Regions from separate parts of the Sus scrofa genome. Here region 1 is linked to region 2. Evidence: chromatin contacts called from public Hi-C data. All regions are on one chromosome and are shown on one strand. Each heading gives the region's core, a stretch centred on a gene start, on an enhancer-like site or on the middle of the called end of the contact. The rest is flanking DNA. Distances are from core to core; before and after follow the strand shown. Region 1 has its middle 13 kb from the start of MORN3. Region 2 overlaps TMEM120B (transmembrane protein 120B).

Region 1 (3,680 bases), core at 987-3,486, 64 kb before region 2:
TCTTTTCCCATCCTTTCTCTCCTTTCTTGATCTCCACTGTAAGGCCATCAATGAATTGGCTGTTGGTAAAATATCTATTGAAATTTAAGTTAAATAGAAATAAAAATTCAATTCCTGGAGTTCTCATTGTGGCGTAGCAGAAACGAATCAGACTAGTAACCATGAGGTTGCAGGTTCGACCCCTGCCCTCGCTCAGTGGGTTAAGGATCCAGCATTGCCAAGAGCTGAGGTATAGGTCGAAGATACGGCTTGGATCCTGCATTGCTGTGGCTGTGGCGCAGGCCAGCAGCTGTAGCTCTGAATCAATTCAACCCCTAGCCTAGGAACCTCCATGTGCTGCGGGTGTGCCCCCCCCCCAAAAAAATTCAATTCCTCAGTTGTAATTGCCACCTTCCAAGTATTCAGTAGGCACATATGGTAACTTGCTATCCTAGGGGACAGCACAGGCAGATTCAGAACATTTCCTTTACCATAGAAAGTTCTACCTGACAGCACTGCTTGGGGATGAGTTCTCTATCCTTTCCTTGGAAAGTTTCCATTTCCTGCCCACAGTTCCCCAATCCGCCCCCCCCCCTTTTTAACTGATCAGCAAAATGCTCTCTCAGAAGCTAACATAATGTCTGCAGGGATAAGCCAGTGGAAATTACGGTGTTTGAAAATAGTTGTCAGCTACAAAAAGACAGCTAATAAATCATCCCATGAAAAATGCACAACCTCACTAGCAATTAGAGAAATAAAAGAACACTGCCATACCATTACATACTGTCTAGACTAGAAAAATGGCAACACTGTGGAGAAAGAGGCACCATGACAACTGCTAGCCATCATGGCAATTAGGTAAATCCTCCTGAAGGACCACCTGGGATTACGTTACAGAAACTATAAAACTATTTTCTGACAAATTCCACTTAATGATTGCTATTTATTTACTAGATAGCTGGCAAGAGCCACAGTACTTGGTACTTTCCATACCTTTTTTTTTTTTTTTTTTTTTTTTTTTTTTGTCTTTTTAGGGCCGAACACGGGGCATATGGAGATTCCCAGGCTAGGGGTCAAATTGGAGATACAGCTGCCAGCCTATGCCACAGCCACAGCAATGCAAGATCTAAGACTCTTCTGTCACCTACACCACAGCTCATGAAAATGCCAGATCCTTAACTCAATGAGCAAGGCCAGGGATTGAACCCGAAACCTCATGGATACTACTCAGATTCATTGATCGATGAGCCACGACAGGAACTCCTCCATACTTTTTTTCAAACCAATCCTATGAGGTGGGTAGTTAGCCTATCTTCATTTTAAAAAATCTCTAAAAATGGAGTTCCCATCATGGCTCAGCAATAATGAACATGACTAGTATCTATGAGGTTGCAGGTTTAATCCCTGGCCTTGACCACTGGGTTAAGGATCTGGCATTGCCATGAGCTGTGGTGTAGATCGCAGACACTGCTCGGATCTAATGTTGCAAGATCCTCGGACCTTGTGTTTTGCGGCTGGGGTGTAGGCCAGCGGCTGCAGCTGGCCTGGGAATCTCCAAATGCCACAGACGAGGCCTAAAACAAACAAACAAAATGCAAATGCTTACATTCACAAAAGTTATGCAAGACACAGAGCAAAAGAGCAAAGAAATGGATTCAGTCTCAGACCTCTTGATCCAGGAAGACCTGCTCAGAACACTGCATCTCCTCCTATTTTGGAGAAGAGCATCAAAAGTAGTAAATGATACAAGTGGGGCCAAGAGAAGAACTTTACTCAAAAATATACATATTGGAGTTACCGTTGTGGCGCAGCAGAAACGAATCCGACTACTAATCATGAGGTTGTGGTTTTTTTTTTTTTTTTTGTCTTTTGTCTTTTTTGTCTTTTGTTGTTGTTGTTGTTGTTGCTATTTCTTGGGCCGCTCCCGCGGCATATGGAGGTTCCCAGGCTAGGGGTTGAATCGGAGCTGTAGCCACCGGCCTACGCCAGAGCCACAGCAACGCGGGATCCGAGCCGCGTCTGCAACTCACACCACAGCTCACGGCAACGCCGGATCATTAACCCACTGAGCAAGGGCAGGGACCGAACCCGCAACCTCATGGTTCCTAGTCGGATTCGTTAACCACTGCGCCACGACGGGAACTCCAGGTTGTGGTTTTGATCCCTAGTCTCGCTCAGTGGATTAGGGATCCTGCATTGCCATGAACTGTGGTGGAGGTCGCAGATTGGCTTGGATCCCGAGTTGCTGTGGCTGTGGCGTAGGGCTGCAGCTACAGCTCCTATCCACTCCCAGCTTGGGAACCTCCATATGCCATGGGTGTGGCACTAAAAAAAAAAAAAATTAACGTAATTATTACCAAGGGAAAACTGAAAAATGCACATAAAGTACAATGTAAGCTGGGCCTGGCACACTGTAGGCTCTCAATAAATACTTAATTAAAAAAAAAAAAAAAAAGCAAGTTGGCGAAAAGGGGCTCCCCAGCCCTTTAAATGTCAAAGGGGGGTAAACCCGAGAGAAAGGAGGCGGGCTAAGGAGCTGACGTAAGAAGCTGCTTGCCTTATTTAAATGAGCATGCGTAGAGGCTTACCTTTGGTCTAGGCCACGCTCCTGCACTCAGTGCGCGTGCGTAGCCTGAACCTTTAGGAGACGTTTGGCTCCGCCCGCCTATTTAGATGGGCGGAGACAGTCGCGTGAGTTCCTTGGACCTACATTCTCCCGCGCAATTAACCAGCCCTGCCCCCTCGTGCACATGCGCATACTTCAGCACTCGACCTGAAGGTTGGGGAGTTGCGCCTGCGTCGTGGTTGTCTCTGCCGGAAGTGGGCGGGATGGTGTTCCCAAGCCAAAGGGCGGAGGGAGAAAATGCGGTAAAGGCAAGTGTAGCTGAGTGGAAAGCAGTATTTGGGGACTGTCCCTAATACCCTGCTGCAGAGCCAAGAGGTGATCACAGGGAACTTAATTTTCGATTTTAAAAAGGTTTTACAAGATTATTCTTTTATGTGTGTCTTAAGTAAAGTTTTTAGGGAAAAAGAGGAGTTCCCTAAGTTTTTTTTTTTGCCCCGTGAATTCTTATATTTCTAAAAAAACTTCAGGACTTTCAATGTCCAGGTTGAAAACAAGTGTTACTAAAAAAAAATAGAGTACAGAGTCTCACACACAGAAAGGTATGACCTAGTGAGAAATCTTAGGAAATATATATTTTTTTAATAATTTATTTTTTGTCTTTTTAGGGCCGCACCCACGGCATATGGAGGTTCCCAGGCTAGGGGTCCAATTGGAGCTACGGCTCCCAATCTACACCACAGCCACAGCAACTTGGGATCCGAGTCATATCTGCAGCCTACCCCACAGCTTACTGTAATGCCAGATCCTTAACCCACTGAGTGAGGCCAAGGATTGAACCTGAAACCTCATGGTTCCTAGTCTGATTCATTTCTGCTGTGCCACAACAGGAACTCCTTAGACAGGAAATCTTTAGGAAAATATGTTGAATAAGAGCCAAAAAAGAAACAAGTCTGCCTAGAGGCAAATGTGATTTTGTGATGTAAAATTATAGATGTTTTGAAAGTCCCATGTGTCACTTCACCAACTTAATTCCGTAGATACATGTGGAAAACATGTTATCTTTTTTGTATGTACACTGTGCTGGATGCTGGAGATTCAAAGGTGAATAAGATTCAACCCCTGCCCTTGATGAAAT
Region 2 (3,597 bases), core at 1,066-3,565:
AATGACACACCAACTTTCACATGATAAGATCGGCAGAAATTTTAGATTTGGTATCCAGCATTAATGAGGGTTTGGGAACTCAGTAGTTTCCTCTACTGCTGATGGGAGTATAAATTGGAATAGCTGCTTTGGAGAGTAATTTGAGAAGTAACAATGCACATGCCCTCTGACCATCCTCTGTACTTCCTGGTGGGAAAGCCACCATGGGGAAACAGCATCATCGCACGGGGGACTTCCACAGGATGTCGTGACAGCATGGGGGATGATGATGACAGTTCAGGAATGGCCAAGATGATGGCAGAGCCATATCCTGAAATATCATGTTGCATTTAAGAAGTCAGCAACAGGGCTGTGGATACTGGCTTGGGGATCAAAACAAGAAAGCAAGTTGCAGAAAGATTTTAGTTAAAAAGAAAGTCTAATCCAGCAGCCCATCTCCATAACCAGCAGATTCTCAGGTTCCTCTGTTTGGTGAGAATCCTGGACTGCATCTCCTCTCTTGGCCCCCACTCTAGTTTTCTCCCAAGAGAGAGTTCTGGAAAGACGAAGATTGACTGTTTCTCCCACGTGGATGCCTTGGGCATCCTGCAGTCTCTACCTCTCTGTCCCTGGGAGGAGGGAGTCTGGCTGCTCCCAGGGGGTATTTGGCAGAGCAGATCGTCACATCCTGATAACTTAGTTCCTGGAGAGGGGTGGGGGAGGCCAGCAGAGGCCGGAGACAGTCTCAGCAACTTTGAAGAATAAAGGGACACTGGGGAGGGGATGACTGCCAAGCTCCCTGCTCTGCTGTGGAGGAAGGGCCTTGAGCTGGGGGATCCTGGGTTCTGACAACAAGGTCCCCACAGCTTTGGATGGGACCAGTGAGTACAGGGTGAGGGCCTGTTGTAGAGGAGCAGCCCAGGGCATGGGGTTCCCAGAGAGACGCTGCGTCTACAGTCTGTTGTGTCTCTGCCTCTGGGTGGGGTGACATACATGTCACACATGCGTACATGTGTGCATGTTCTGTGTTGTTTCAACATGCTTGTTGAACACCTACCCTGATGTATCAATGAACAGATACATCAGTGAACAGACAATCCCTGCTCTTTTGAGTGGGGAAGAGAGTTTACAAAACAAATGAGAAAATAATTTCAGGTAGTGATGAGCATGGTGAAGAAGTAGGGTAATGTGAGCCAGAGTGGGGTTGTCTGGTTGTTTTAGACAAGGTGGTCAGGGAAGGCCTCTTGGAGGAAGTAGCAGTTGGTCCAAAACTGGTCCAGGAGCCAGGCAGGCCTAGGTCTTAAAGCAGAGAGAACAGCAAGTTCGAAGGCCCTGTTAATCTGCTCAGGTTACCATGACAAAACACCACAGACAAGGGGACTTGAACAACATAAATTTTTCTCACAATTCTGGAGGCTTGAAGTGCAAGATCAAGGTGCCAGCAGGGGTTGGTTTCTCCTGAGGTCATTCCTTGGCTTGCAGATGGCCACTGCACATGCCCACTTCACAGGGCCTTTTCCCTATGAGCCTGCGTACCCCTGGTGTCTCTTTTCAGAATCCCCTCCCTGTCAGATTAGGGCCCCACCTTTAGGGGCTCATTTAACCTTAACTACCTCTTCAAAGGCTCTGTCTCTAATTACAGTCACATTTTGAAGTACTAGTGTTAGGACTTCAACATTGGAATTTGGAGGGACACATTTCAGCCCATAACAGGCCCTGAGGTGGCAGTGGGCTTGGTGGATTCAAGAAAGAGGATGCCAGGAGCATCTTAGGCAGGGGGCAAGGTTGGGGGACAGGGAGGCGGGACCTGGACTCACTGTGAGGTTAGGGATGTGTTTTGAGGGTAGTGAGAAGCTGCTGGAGGCCCGAGTGCCTCTCTGGGTCTCTGTGTGATTGTGCATCTAATAGGACAGAGGGGAAGAGTCATGGCTTGGGTGTCTTTCTTGCTCCAAGAAGCTGTCTCTGGGCCACAGAGCACCCTTCCATACACACAGGCTGGCAAGCAGGGGGATGCCTGCGTTTCTCTCCCCACCTCATTTCCTTCTCTTCTCTCAAGAATCAAAGGCTGGTGGGTGTCTCATCACTACGTGTCCACATTCCTGTCTGGAGTGATGCTGACCTGGTAAGTGTCTCCTGCTGTGCCCCAGGGCCTCTGTTCACCCTTCTAGGGAGCCTGTGAATGGGGACTGGTGGTAGGCAAGGGGGCCCAGATGCCAGGGCCTTGGGAGCTGACTTTTGGACCAAGAAGGAAAGTGTGAGCTTACAGTGGATCTGCAGGGAGACCCCAGGCCAGCTGGGAGTTTTCTGAGGAATGTCCTGTCTGCCTGCTAGCAGGGCAGAGGTGACAGGGAACAAGTCTGGACAGAATAGACACAGGTCTGTGACTGCCGAGGTGGGAGGGAAATCAGTGGGAATTTAGGCTTTAAAATGCCTGCATGAGCTCTCCTGGTTCTAAAATTGATTAAAGCAATGATGGAAATCACCTGGTCCAGCCCCAGAGACGTGATAAGGAAGGTCGAAATTGGATGGAACATCTTTTTTTCTCTCTTGGTTGAAACAGAGACAGGGTGGGATGAAGGAATGCTTTCACAGCAGGGCTCGGCTTCACTCTTCCCCCACTTTTCTGCAGGCCTAACGGACTAATTTATCAGAAGTTTCGAAATCAGTTTTTAGCGTTCTCCATCTTTCAGAGTGAGTGTCTCTTGCTCAGACTGGGGGGAGGGGCACTCATGGCTTTCACTGGAGGCTGTTGGGTGAAGGGTGTATCCTGTGTGGGGCATGAGACTGGGGGAGGTCCCTGGTTGGCCCAGGGGGGTCCCAGAAGTCCAGAAAGAGCCATCTTCCCACCCCCACCCCATCAACTCCATCCTCCTGCCCAGCCCCCAGCCCCAGGAGAGGAATGGTCTGATCCACTGCCACTCCCTGGAGCTCTGGTCACTGTCTTTTTCTTCCCTAGTTGCACCCTTTAGGGACCGAAGGTAGTGGGGGCACTAATTTTGTTTTCCTTAAAATGGAAATTTATGTTATTTTTCTCCTTTAAGAATTAATTGCTCCAGATTTATTTACAATAAGGGGTTACCTCTGGGAAGCAGAGATTGGATGGTTGCAGACAAGGAGAGAGAGAGGGATTTGCTTTTCACGGAGTACCTGTTTGGTCCCTTTAAATATTCAAAAAAATGCCATTTAGTTTTTAAATAAAACCCTGCTCACAGACAGACTTATAAGCCAAGATGGAAAATTATGGGTAATCCCACCCTTAGAGTGTTATTAAATCTATGTCCTTTCAAACATTTTTATTCATAAATACTTATATACACATATACTACATTGCGTATGATCTTTAAACACCGGGTCCCTCTACATAGCTTTGTTTATAACCTAGTTTATATTCTTTTAACAAGTATCGTGGGCATTTTTCCATGTCAACGCACAGAATTCTGCCTTCTCATTTTTAATGACTACAAAGTACCCCACTGTATAGAACTGTCTCTTTAATGCATCATTATACAAAGACAGCTCAGGTTATCTGAGAATTCAACTAGGCCCCAACTCAGCATTGCACACAGCTCCCAGCATGGTGCCCCCATTCCAGCAAGCATCCATTGAGTGCATACTGCA

What was found. Hi-C and Micro-C count contacts between places; a contact is called where the count stands out from the background.
Region 1: a Hi-C map of mesenteric adipose tissue shows a contact between it and region 2, with 1.7 times the contacts expected there. The contact joins two enhancer-like sites. A contact is called at or near these places in 1 of 5 promoter capture datasets (fetal skeletal muscle), 30 of 47 Hi-C or Micro-C datasets (adipose tissue, alveolar macrophages, blood and 15 more) and 2 of 2 datasets of contacts at active chromatin or transcription factors (alveolar macrophages and skeletal muscle).

What each region holds. Positions count from the first base shown.
Region 1 is chr14:30,976,582-30,980,261 of Sscrofa11.1, reverse strand. No RefSeq gene overlaps it. Among named protein-coding and RNA genes, the nearest start is that of MORN3, 13 kb to the left of the region's middle. Within about 2 kb of position 2,236, at least 56 of the 83 cell types and tissues checked have an H3K27ac peak or open chromatin away from gene starts, as enhancers often do. A contact at or near this core is called in mesenteric adipose tissue, where this site is marked.
Region 2 is chr14:30,912,954-30,916,550 of Sscrofa11.1, reverse strand. It overlaps TMEM120B (transmembrane protein 120B), which reads left to right. Exons shown (of 13, transcript XM_021073234.1): 6 at 2,036-2,101; 7 at 2,609-2,670. Among named protein-coding and RNA genes, the nearest start is that of RHOF, 18 kb to the right of the region's middle. Within about 2 kb of position 2,315, at least 5 of the 83 cell types and tissues checked have an H3K27ac peak or open chromatin away from gene starts, as enhancers often do. A contact at or near this core is called in mesenteric adipose tissue, where this site is marked.